2 separate regions of the Mus musculus genome follow, and region 2 is linked to region 1. Evidence: chromatin contacts called from public HiChIP or PLAC-seq data. All regions are on one chromosome and are shown on one strand. Each heading gives the region's core, a stretch centred on a gene start, on an enhancer-like site or on the middle of the called end of the contact. The rest is flanking DNA. Distances are from core to core; before and after follow the strand shown. Region 1 has its middle 45 kb from the start of Gm38579. Region 2 has its middle 150 kb from the start of Gm25633.

The links. HiChIP or PLAC-seq counts read pairs in DNA pulled down with a chosen protein or histone mark.
Region 2: an H3K4me3 HiChIP or PLAC-seq map of forebrain shows a contact between it and region 1, with 6 times the contacts expected there. The contact joins two enhancer-like sites. A contact is called at or near these places in 1 of 15 datasets of contacts at CTCF or cohesin (the NIH/3T3 cell line) and 2 of 115 datasets of contacts at active chromatin or transcription factors (forebrain and neural tube).

Annotation. Positions count from the first base shown.
Region 1 is chr9:50,434,446-50,440,859 of GRCm38.p6, forward strand. No RefSeq gene overlaps it. Among named protein-coding and RNA genes, the nearest start is that of Gm38579, 45 kb to the left of the region's middle. Within about 2 kb of position 3,811, at least 42 of the 459 cell types and tissues checked have an H3K27ac peak or open chromatin away from gene starts, as enhancers often do. A contact at or near this core is called in forebrain, where this site is marked.
Region 2 is chr9:49,972,481-49,978,894 of GRCm38.p6, forward strand. No RefSeq gene overlaps it. Among named protein-coding and RNA genes, the nearest start is that of Gm25633, 150 kb to the left of the region's middle. Within about 2 kb of position 3,906, at least 99 of the 459 cell types and tissues checked have an H3K27ac peak or open chromatin away from gene starts, as enhancers often do. A contact at or near this core is called in forebrain, where this site is marked.

The DNA of each region.
Region 1 (6,414 bases), core at 2,561-5,060:
ATGTCTTACAAGACCTAAGAACAGAAGCTGTTATGTTTTATAGCTGGTATATATATATATATATATACATATATATATATATGTATATATATATATGCATATATGGCACACATGCACATATATTTATTACATGTCAAACAAAGCAAATAAAGACAAAAGACACTGCCAAGTCCTCAAGAATAGACGAAACGGATCAAGATGAGAGGCTGGTGGGATCAATTTAGCAATTTCACAGGGCTATAATTATAGCATTATGTCATAGATTGCACTACAATTTTATGTGCAAGCAATAAAGGAATGTGCTGTCAGTGCACATGCGAGGCAGGTATGGTGGCTCACGCCTGTAGTCCCAGCCACTCAGAAGTCAGAGAACAAGAGAGCCACATGATCCTAGGAGTTTAAGGACTGGACTAAAACCAATTCAAAATGGAGATCATCTTAAAATATTTCAAATAAAATTACAAGACTGTGGTTTCAAAAATATAATCAATACTAGAAGTACTAATTACATTAGACACTAGTAGAAACAATAACTGTCAGAAGACAATAGCAAGAGAAAAAGAAACTCAATCTAAGGATTACGTTTCTGAAGAAGAACTCAGAATGGGAAAGAGGAGCCACAACTGAATGTATAATAAAAGAGAACACTCCAGAAATCAACACTACAGGAAGCTGTGAACAGAGATATCAATAATTAAACAAGAGGTAGGTGTCACTGTTAGGCCTAGCTACTTAGGAGGCTAAGGAAAGTGGATAGTTTGAGCCCAGGCATTTGGGGCTAGCCTGGGCAACACAGAAAGGCCACCCACTTCAAAATGGGGGGGGGGTGTGTGAAGGAAGAAGAAGAGAAGTTAAAGAGGAGTCAAGGAAGAGTCATGTCCAGAAATATTCCAGCAAGTTTCTTCATTCTAAACAGCAGCAGTAATAAACAATTTCATGTACAACATGACCTGACAGAGACAGACAGAGGGAGGAGAGAAGAGAAGAAGGAGGAGAAGGGAGAGAAGGAGAAGGGGAAGGAGAAGAAGGAAGAGGAGGAAGAGCAGAAGAAGAAAGAAGAATACAATAAAAAAAGACATAAGGGAATAAAATCATACTGGCCCTGGTTCATTTCTCCAACAATAAAGCTAGTGACCTCTGACATGAAAAAGACACAGACCCAAGAATGTCCTCTCCATAGGCTCTAGTGTTTCAAAGGGAGCCACATTCAGAACGCCCGTCACTCACGTTTTCTTTAAATCACTTTGTTAATTTACACTCCAACTTCTCAAGTGATGAGTTGACATTAGGAAATTTAAAAGGAAGGAATGAAGGGAGGGAGGGAGGGAGAGAGAGAGAGAGAAAGAGAGAGAGAGAGAGGCGCAAGCATAAGCAATGGGCACGGGATCCATTCAATGTAGAGATCAGTCACGTGATTGTTAAAGCATGGTTACAAGACAGAATAATTTCAAAAACACGCTAGAATGGAAAGCCAAATAACACCAAAAAAAGTGATTAGCTAGAAACTCAGACCCTAAACACAATAACCTTCATGAAGGCAGGAGACACAGAGTACAGTGAAACCACACGGTTTCTTCATTCTACAGGGCTGAAAGGTAAAGACTATCAAACATCTTGATGCTTTAATAAAAGAAACGCTGTTTGGAAACTGCCTACATGTAATTTTTTATTTATTCTTTAGTAATTTTAGACATGCATACAAGGTGTTTAGATTATATTCACCCCATTCCCCTCAGACACAGACACACCAATGTACACACACACACACACACACACACACACACACACACCTACACCTCCCAAATTCACACCCTCTTCTTCTTTGTTTTTTTAACTAGTCCATTCAGTACTACCTGTGCATAAGTGTAAGGTGCCATTGCTGGACTCTAGTCAATGTACCATCGTGGCCACAACCTTGAATGCATTACATAGGAGAGCAGGGGCTGGTCTTTAAAGTAACACTTGGCCTCTGCAGTGAGGTACTCCCACCCAACAGACAAGAATATTTATATTTGTTATGAACAGAACATTAAGTTCCTTGAAGAAGTCTGCAAAGAACCCATCTCCAAGTGGTATTTAGGCCTTGCTGCCTGTGGTGGCTTGAATGTGCTTGACCCAGAGAGTGGCACTGTTAGGAAGTGGGGCCTTTTGGGAGTAGGTGCGTCCTTGTTGGAGGAATTGTGTCACTGTGGAGGTGGCCTTTGAGACCCTCCTCCTCGCTGCCTGGAAGATAGTCTTCTCCTGGCTGTCTTTGGATCAAGATGTAGAGCTCTCAGTAGAAGGATGTAGAGCCCCCTTCTCCAGAACCATGTCTTCTAGGGCACTGCCATGCTTCACGCCTTAATGATAACGGACTGAACCTCTGAACCTGTAAGCTAGCCCCAATTAAGCGTTGTCCTTTCTAAGAGATGCCTTGGTCGTGCCGGGCGTGGTGGCGCACACCTTTAATCCCAGCACTTGGGAGGCAGAGGCAGGCGGATTTCTGAGTTCGAGGCCAGCCTGGTCTACAGAGTGAGTTCCAAGACAGCCAGGGCTATACAGAGAAACCCTGTCTCAAAAAAAAAAAAAAATTGCCTTGGTCATGGTAGGATTTCACAGCAATGGAAACCCTAACTAAGACGCCGCCTATCGGTTCTTTCCATTCCTTCTCTGTAAAGATTCCTGAAGCTTGATTCCAAGGCTCAGCATTATCCTGGTCAGTGTGGGCCCTTCCACACCCATGGGCAGATCCACCTGATGCCAGATTCATGATGACCCATGTTCATCTTGTCCAGTGTCATCCCTAGCATATCTCACTCAGGCTATAGGGACAGCTCTCCACAGTAACTATGGTCACACACCAGAGAGCACTTAGGCAGACAGTACAAGAACCATCCTCCCAGGTAACATTTGTTCCCAATTTTACAAATGAGTCTGAGGAAAATTATTTTTCCCAATTACTATGATGAATGGCAGAGAAGAATCAATTTCTGGCTTAAAGTTCATTGGAGCCTACCATGCCATTTCCCTAATCCAAAAAGAGAGAGAGAAGAGAGAATAAGTCCATAATTTATTGAAGTATGAGAACAGAGACTGCCTTTTTCACAAACTAAATGAGAATAAAGCAAAGACACCAAACTAACCATCCTGTCCTCAGAGCTCACCAACCCCCCTAAACCTTCACAGATCCGATGGAGGCTCCTCCAGGGCAACCAGCTTTTTAATAAAAAGAATCCTGACCCTCCCAGGCAATGTGCTGGTCTTGGGTTTGCCTGGCAGGGACCAATTAAAGGACCGCCCATCCTATTAGCATCTGCAGTTTCTACACTAACCTTTCTCTTGCCTAGAATGGTTTGACTAAGCCTGAGAAATCTAAGCTCTAAGGAGTCTTAAAGAAAGGGCAGTATTTCTTTCTTTCTTTCTTTCTTTCTTTCTTTTTTTTTTTTTTTTTAATCTCCAGGGGTTTCTTTTTAATCTTTCTCCCCTGCCCCCCCTACCCCACATACACACAAACCAAACAAGTCTTCACACCACACCGAGGCAGCAGTGTACCAAGGACCCTGGCTAAGCCTGGGGGTACCTAGCTCCATGACTTGCTTCCCACAAATCATAAGGACTAAACCAGGGTGTGTCATGCCCCACGGATTGATCTAACTCCAGCTCCCAAGCCAGCCCCCTCCCAGACGCATCGGACTGCCTCACGTTGCACCTGAGACCGTCTTCGCCCCCAGGAACCCTTCTCCCTGCAGGGTCAGCCTAGCCCCATGCCCAGAAGAGGAGCCGCGCCCACCCGAGCCCTGGTGTTGTGGTCCTCCCTGCTGGGGCTGCACCCTGGCTGCTTATGGGCCGCTGCTGCCACCTGTCGGTTGCCTGTCTAGAGCAGCGCTCTCAAGGAGGCCCTGGCCCTGCAAGAAGACTTTACTTGTAGAAGCTTCCTGAAGAAGGAGACATCTTCCTGTCCTATCCAGGTCACTAGTGCTGCCCCTGCAAACTGGACTTGCAGATGTATGTGTTATGCCTAGCTTCTCCTGGGTTCCTTCCAGAGGCGTACCCCTCGCCCTTCTTAGCCCAGATCGATCCCTAAAGACCACACACCTGGCTCCCAGGTACCTCATAGCCACCAGGACCTACAAATCTGGGCAAGCTAGAAGCTAGCCCTTAGCTGAGACATCCTGGGGGCACAAAGAAATACAGGCAAAGGTCGTTTAAACCCAGATGCAAATGTCAGAATTCCCCAGAGCAGAAACCAAGAAGCTATTAATTAATAAACTAATTAATACTATCACAAGTTCCCCCAGGTATCCCCAACAGTAAGGCAGCTTGGAGACCCACAAGAGCAGTAGATCTAAATGACCTTTTTGACTCAAATACACGACTGTTCATCGTGTGTCTTATCTTCTGCGGTCTTCACAACAGCCTATAAAAAAATAAATATTAACCCTGCTTAATAGACAAGGAGCCAGACTTACGGAAATGCTAGGCACTGGAGGCTGTGCAACTGAAGTGGGCGGGGCCAGGAACAGAGCTTTACATATGCATGTTTATAACCCCAGTGCTGGGAAGGAGAGATAGGTGGCGCCGAGGCTCACACATATACACACACACCTGAGTCTATGGGGGAAAAAAAAAAAAAAAACAGACAGCAGCCTCTGCCCTTGGGATAAGAAAGATTTTCACCAACTTGCCCAGCAGCCTCTTTGGGTCTCCTACCTAGTTAAGCCTACTCTAAAGTCTGTATCCTAAAGACTGTGTAGCCACTAGAAGAAAAGAATACATGCAAACTGGAAGGGATGGTTTCGTTTCATTCTTAGTCACAGCTACTTTGGAATGGGGTGTGTGGCTAGTGAATCCTGCAGAGCTTCTCGGACCCTGGAAGTAAGTTAGACACTGGCTGCCTCCTTGGTTCCCATATTGACGTTCCAGGTTTCTAGCGCAGGCGCGCTGCTCTCTCTTTCTGTGGATGCAACGAAACCATAGGCTTCATGCCCTTGCGGCCGTGTTTTATCCACAAATTCCTTCTTCCTTACATTGCTCTCGTCTGGTGTTTAGTGAGAAAAGTGACCAGTACGCTGGCTTTCAGCAACCCCTGAAAAGTCAGCATCAAAAGTTATCAACTGAGTTTGAAAACTCAGGTATCAAAAGGAGCATGGATTCTGCCGCCGCGACCATACAGCGTCCTAAGCTGGTGAGTCATTTGCATAGAGTCATCTTAGGCCTTCGACTTTTCTGTGGGACTGTCTAAACATGTGACTCCTTAGCATCCAACACAGCTGTGGGGTCACCGCAGGTCCCCAAACCCTCAGCTCCAGGTTTGGGAACAGCTTGGCGCTACCCTTACATGTGGTCTCACCTCTCCCCACGCACCCCAGCTCTGCTGCAAAGACCTTCTCTCTTCCTCTGAACTGGCCAGGCCTCCTCCCACCACAATATATTTTGTCCTGTTGGTTTCTTTGCCCCGGTGGCACTTCTCCAGGTTTTAGCAGGCTTAAGCGCTTAGTCTTGGAATCCCCATTCCAGTACAACCACCCTACCCATCCGGAAGCCCACTAGGCCCCATACCCAAACACTCTCCTCAGATCAGCCTGCCCTTGCATCCCCTCAATGTCTGCAATGAGCCTGCTTCTTTTTCAGCTTTCTTCTTTTCTGTCTCCCTGAGACAATGTGCGCTTTATGAAAGCCAAGACTCGTCCACAGAACGGAGGCCAGCACTCCGCCATGATACAGTGATTGTTCTGTGAGTGAACACAGTCACCCTACACAGCTCAGACAGGTAAAAGATATGAAGACTGTTCATCGTGTGTCTTATCTTCTGCGGTCTTCACAACAGCCTTTAAAAAAAATAAATATTAACCCTGCTTAATAGACAAGGAGCCAGAAATGCTAGGCACTGGGGGCTGTGCAGCTGAAGTGGGCGGGGCCAGGAACAGAGCTTTACATATGCATGTTTATAACCCCAGTGCTGGGAAGGAGAGATAGGCGGACCCTGAGGCTCACTAGCCAACCAGGCTAGCCTGCTCTGAGAGTCCCAGGCCAGTGAGAGACCCTGATGGATACACATGAGGAATGGCACCTGAGCTTCACACACACACACACACACACAGGGCATGCAGTCACAAAAGGACAATATTTTAAACAAGAGCAGTGCTTCCCAGTACCTGGGAGTGATAGCCACTGGTAAAATTGGGAAATGGGCTAATAGCCATTGTCCTTAGGTTGGCATCTATCTCCTAACACCCTAGCCCCTCCTCTGGAGAGCAGCATGGGGATACCCAGGGAAGGCCTAGCCCTGCTGGTTCCCCTGTAAGTAGCTGGTACCGTGGAGGCCTCTGGCTGCCACATCTTCTGGCCTGAACCATGTTTCCCTTTATACTTAATAACAAGTGTGACTAGCGTGGCTGCTTTAACTGCTGTGCTCCTGTTGATTGACAGGCAGGA
Region 2 (6,414 bases), core at 2,656-5,155, 460 kb before region 1:
TCCGCCATGACCTCCACAGGCTGCATGCTTGGAGGCTTTTAATATTGTACAACTTGGAGATATTGGATTGATGGGAGATGTGTTATGAATCATTTATACCTTCTCCCAGGAACACGCCCTAAGCTTCCCCGGGCAAGTCCTAAACATGCCACCCCTCCAGCTTTTAGGGAGATATCCTTATCTGGCCTACCTGAAGGTCTTCCTTATGCCCTGGAGGTTGTAACTATAATAAAGATGCCAGAGATCTCTTTATGAGACTCTGACATCAAGATATTCTTAGAACATCTGCTCCTGTACTTACTCAGGAGCAAGATAATCAGAACAAGGTAAACTTACAAAGGTAAACAAGACTCAGTGGGCTAGAGACGTTGGCAGCAGATCAGGTTAAGAGCCTCTTCTTACTTTACACTCAGGCAGTTATGTGGCATATAAGATTGGGGCCACATATGGTATGCCCCTTCAGGAAAAGATACAGCAACAAAGTTAGATTGTCTGGAGCTATCTCTGCCCTACACAGGGGTTTATACTGACAGACAAAGAATAGTGTAGATAAATGATAAAGAATAAAGCATTAAGAACCCCCCTTCACTTCTTAGAAAAATTAGATCATAAAGGGACACTGTGGTGTTGTAAGACCAAGGAACAAAGGGATACCAGGATTAAACATATAAATAAATCCTACAAAGATATGAACATTGTATTCTGGCAGAAATTGAATAACAACTACAACAGCTTTGGCCTGAAGATTTAGTCTTGGGCCTAATGATAATTAACACTCTGATCATTAAGAGTTAATAGCATACTGCTCAGGCCATGAAAATCTGCCCAGGCTGGCTTGAAGATTTTCTTTCTTTCTGGTGCCCTTGAAACCACAAGAGCTACCAGACTGGGAATGGGCTGATAGGCTTTGGCAAAATATTCCACTAGATTCTTACAAATTGGGTTATAGGATTAATGAGGGAAAGTGATAGTAAAAGATAAGTATTTCCTGTCATGGTTTATCAATGATGACTAAACTTAAGACCAAGAGGAAGCTAATACGTGTGTGGGACAAAAAAAAATGATATGATCTATGTTTTAGAACAACATGAATCTATTCCTGCCTACTGAGTTTCAGTCAGGCATGCTCACATACAGCTGTGGAGGTGAGGCCTCCTGAAGAGTCACCTCTACCCTAAGCTATGACATAGGTGCTGTAGGGCATCAGTGAGACCCTACTCTAATCTATATGGAAGCCCTGTAAGGTATAGGAACAGCTCCTGCGAGGTAATTAGGGAGCTGAAGTTCTCAGAGAATGGAACATTGACATGGTCACCTCATATTTGACCCTGACGTCACCATTCCTCTCTCTCTCTCTCTCTCTCTCTCTCTCTCTCTCTCTCTCTCTCTCATATTAGCCTATCCTTTAGGAACGACATGTCCAAAGCAGACAGATGCTTGTGTAACATACACCATTGAGGCTAGGATAAAGTATGCTGCCTGTGGGTGCCATCTCAAGGCTCCATTTATACCTGACATCTCCAAAGGGCTCTGAGAAGGGAAAAAGACTCTCCCCACCAAATCTCCCTTCTCTTAGTGAAGTAAATAAAGAGAGTGTTACTGCCTTTGCTCCTGACCCCAGGCCACAGCTGGAGAAGAATACACGTGAAGTAGAGTCCTTGTGGCTCTGAAAGCCTCTGGCTGCCTTCCTGGGCTTGAGTCATGCCTCCACTTCAGGAGAGTGCCATTAATTTGGTGCAAGAGATGAACAAACATGACCACAGAGCCCTGCTCAGCTCCTACCCAGGACGGAGGGCTTGGCGGGTTGTAGCCACAAGTGTGGGCTGAGCACAGCGATTACAGAGGGTGTTGCTGAATCTATAACTGGAAAGCACCCCTCCAAGCAACCTTCCACGGGACCCAGCATCTCACTAAGCTAGACAGTCTTTAAAGATGTTTTCCATTGAGTCAGGAAGGCTTTTTTTTTTTTCCTTAAAAGAGTGACTCTTTCAAATCCTAAATTTGTTCAGATGAGACAAGGGTTGGCCGCAGGCTCCAAGGAAGTCATTACCTGGAATGTGCTCGCATGCACTTATTAGGTGGCAGGGAGAAGTAGAGAATTGTCTTTGGGTCTTTGTCCTGGAGCTGGCTGGAGGTAGCCTGGGATCATGAAGATGGCAAGGCTTTACCTTTTCCCTGGAGAGTCAGTCAAGACTATGAGCAATGACTACTAGAGAGGAGTCAGACCCTCATCTGCCGTGGGGTCATGCTAGAGGTGCCACCTTCAGGAGGTACCTGCTTCCTCTACAGCCTGCTGTGAGGAGGCCCAGGACATTCCTCCATGATTTTAGAGCCCTTGCTTAAACGCTGAGAAGAAGCTACGGCCGATCAGATAGGGGTTTTTAGCCAAGGACACTAAGTGCTAGGACTGTATGCTCCAGGGCTCCAATGCACAACTTTCCAGGCGTAGCAGCCTTTCACTGGAACAAACACTATGGGTTGCCGAAGGATTGGGAAGGAGAAGCAGAGTCAGGTGAGGCTGGAGAAGAGAGCTCAGCTGCTAAAGCACTTGCCTTATATGCAGGAGGTCCTGATTGTCATCCATAGAACACCCGATAGAGACAGATTAAACAACAGCAAATAGCCATTGTACACATGTGCACTCCCAGCCCAGGAGAGGCAGAGATGAGTGAATCCCAGGCCTTTGTGTGCAGTACAAGCAATTTAAGTTTATCCCTAACTAGCTTGCAAAGAAATGAGACTCAAACTATTGTTATTTTATTTGGCTTTGACAATTACTGGGGCCAGGGAGGGGGGGTAACCCCTAGTCTACCTTCTAACTGATGACCTGGCTAGCTCCCCAGTAGTGTACCCCTAGACACTTGCTGTTTCTCCTGGCCATGTGCTCATTGGCCATCTTCCCTCATGGCAGCTTCCTCTCTCCTCCTCCTCCTTCCTCCATCCTTCTTGGTCTCTCCTCCAACCAGGTCATTCCAAACCCACCACCTATCTCTAATACCTCCAGTAATTGGCTGTAGCCAATTAGATTTAACCAATAGTTTTAAATCGAGAAACAAAGTTTGCACAACAAAAAGCTGCTAACCGTGAGAAGTCACTGGTAAGCCTAGGCCTTTGGGTATAGAATTTAGCATTACAATACATAGCGACAGACCAAACTGCAACAACTTTCTGGCTACACATCCCAGTTTACTAGTCATGTTCCAGTGCAGTAAGAGACCCTGTTTCAATAAAATAAAATAAAATAAAATAAAATAAAATAAAATATAAAAAATATAAAATAGGTGGTGTCTGAGAAATAACAACTGAGGTTGTCCTCTGGCCACGCCCACATTTGTGCACCCTGACACATACATGTACACCCACATGCATACAAACACAGAGCCCATGCTGGAAGGACGGCAGCCTCAGTAGGAAGATGGACACAGGCTCCATTCAGAAACGGGGGAAGGAATGAAAAGTTATCCTTCGGAATCTCAAGTCACCTCCCTCCTCATTTCCCACCTCCTCTGTGTATAATCCAACTGCTGAAGGAGGCTTTCTGCATCCTAAGGGAACCATCTTCTAGTCATTCTTTCCCTTAGCTGCTTTAGAAAGCTCTAGAAGGGCAAGGGATGCCTGCCAGCTGGCTTCCAAAAATGAGTCCAGTTGAGGTATGTAGATGGGCGGAGCAGAACCTTCTGTGTACTCTCCCTGCAGCTTGGCACTTACTGACCTGTCCCAACAGGCACCAATTTAATGGTGTTAGATCCAGAGTTGTACTCCACAGATCCAGGGCAAGGATGTACCCTGAGCTGCAGGGACAGCATATACTGAGTTGCATTTGGCACCAGCCACAGCCTCCCTCCCGGGAGCTCCGAGGCTGAGTGTGCCTGCTGCTCCTTCGCATTCAGCAGACTGAACTGGCCACCTTCCAGGGAGCCTCAGGCCTGGAATTCAGGCTCTTCTCCTCCCCTTCCTCTACTGTACCCCAGAGAGCTCTGATCAAAGCGAGCAGAGAAATGAAGGAGTTGTATGGAGGTACAGTCATGTGGAAAGCCCGGGAAAGAGACGTGCTTAGCTTATCTGTCTGCAACCGAAACTCAGAAGGCTTCCAGGAATAGCCAGACAGGGAAATTGACCCCAACATCCTGGCCTTGTGCCAGCTGGAGAAGACCTAGTCAGGGCAGGCCTGCAGCCGATCGTCTAGAACATAAGACTCCAGGAAAAAAATTCCCTATCTCAAGGGATCTCCCACAGCTCCAAAGATCCTGCAAAAGGTTGGATCCTTCTGTAAAAGCATGAAACCTACTCAGAGGTTCCCCCAGACCTTGCAGTAGGGGATGATGCATACAGCCTAAGTGAATAGGTAAATGAAAGATGGCGGAAAATGTCCTGGGTGCCCTAATGTGATGATGATCATTGGCAGCAAGATATGGACCAGTGGGATAGCTCAGTTGGTAAAGCGCTTGCCCATGCAAGCATGAAAAACCTGAGTTCCATCCCCATGTTGTGCACTTGTAAACTTAGGGATGGGATGACAGAAAAAGGCTGGTCAACCACACTAGCTGCATTGACAAGTTCCAGACCAGTGCCAGCTCATGTCTCAAACACGGTGGAAAGTGTTCTTCCAAAGTCCTAAGGTCCTAAGTCATAAGAAGACCCAGTCAGGTTCTGTGCAGATCCAATGAGCAGTCTCTCTCTCTCTCTCTGACTCTCTCTTTTCTTCTCTCTCTGACTCTTTCTCTCTGATGCTCTCTCTCCCTCCTTTCCTCCCCCCACCTCAAGCTTGACATACCACATCTGTATTCAAGTCTTACCACTGAATGGTCTTGGGGGAATTACTGAACCAGAAGTCCAGCTTCCTTATTGCAAACAGCAATATTGCCATCCCTTAGTGCTTCTGTTGTGAGGGTTAAGTGAGGTGCTCCATGAACAATTCTGCACAATGCTTGACTTAGAATTTGACCCCCACACACCCTAAAACACACTTAGTATTAATTGCTCTTAAAAAGACCCTGCCTTTTAACAGTAAACTTTAAGTGCTCAACAATTTTATTATAGAGGATATAATTCCTACTTGTATCTGGGAAAGTTTCTCTCACCGATAAGAGTACAGGAAGATGATGGTCTTCTGTGCCTGAAGGATGTTGCCCCACTCTCCTATGCTATGTCTACTAGAATATGCTAGAATACTTTATTATTCCAGGAATCCTTGTGGATAGACTCATCCCTTAATTTTCTCTCTTCTATCCTCCCAGATAGTTATTAGTTATTTCTGTGATGTTTTCCATATCACCTTTCTCAGTATTTTTCAACTCCTTGAAGATATGGCATCCATTCATTCATTTCCCCCATCTTCCACCCAATGAATCAATATTGAGTACCAATCGTGTCCACGCTATGATCAAGTGCTTAAGACACACCAGTGAGAATGGAAAGTATACTGTTTTCTTCTTTGTGAGTCTACGTGGAAAGAGGCAGTTGGTGATATGTGATAACACAAATATTTAATCACTACTGAGTAATAACTGGGAACATCTACAATCTATGATGAACCCTATACCCTTATTGTCAACTTGACATAACCTAGAGTGACCTAGGAAAGGGTAACCTCAGTTGAAGAGCTATCTCCATCATATTGGTCTGTGCCCATACACATTAAAGACTATCTTTGTTGGTTATTGGTGTAGGAGGGCCCAGCCCTCTGCGGCCAGCACTATTGCTGGCTAGGTAGGTCTGGGATGTGTAAGAAAGCTAGCTGAGCATGAGCTAATGAACTATTAAGGAGTGTTCTGCCATTCTTTCTGTTTCAAGCCCCTTCCTCGAGTTTCTGTTCTCTCAACGATAGATTGTGTCCAAACCCCCTTTCTTCTCTAAAGCTGTCTTTGGTTCAGAGTGCACTATCACAGTGACAGAAAAGCAAACTAGAACACACCCCAAACACCACCAAATACAACCACTTCCTGGTCATCCCAAGTGTGTGTGTGTGTGTGTGTGTGTGTGTGTGTGTGTGTGTGTGTGTATATAATCTTTTAGGTTTTCATGGTCTTTCTAGCCATACTCCTGATTGTTCAGTCCATGGGCCACCCAATTCCTTTATGTATGTTATTTCTGGTCTACATATGAACAACTGGGCATGAACCACAGTCCATCTTCAATTTCCACTTTGCTTATATAAGACAATTTATGGGTTACTAGAGCTACATGTGAGGAGATCATCAAAACAGGGTTTAGTTGTAGCAATCCCCACAGCTTCAGATTATACACTAAAACCTTCCTTTCCTTAAAATATTCCCAAGATGCCCCATCTTGCCACACCCTAAAACCTTACTCTTCATTACCTGATTCCTCCCAAGACTTTCTCCTGGAGAAATATAACTATCCCTCAACTTCTCAAAAGAAGAGTTTTGCTACTAATTTTGCCACACAAGGTCC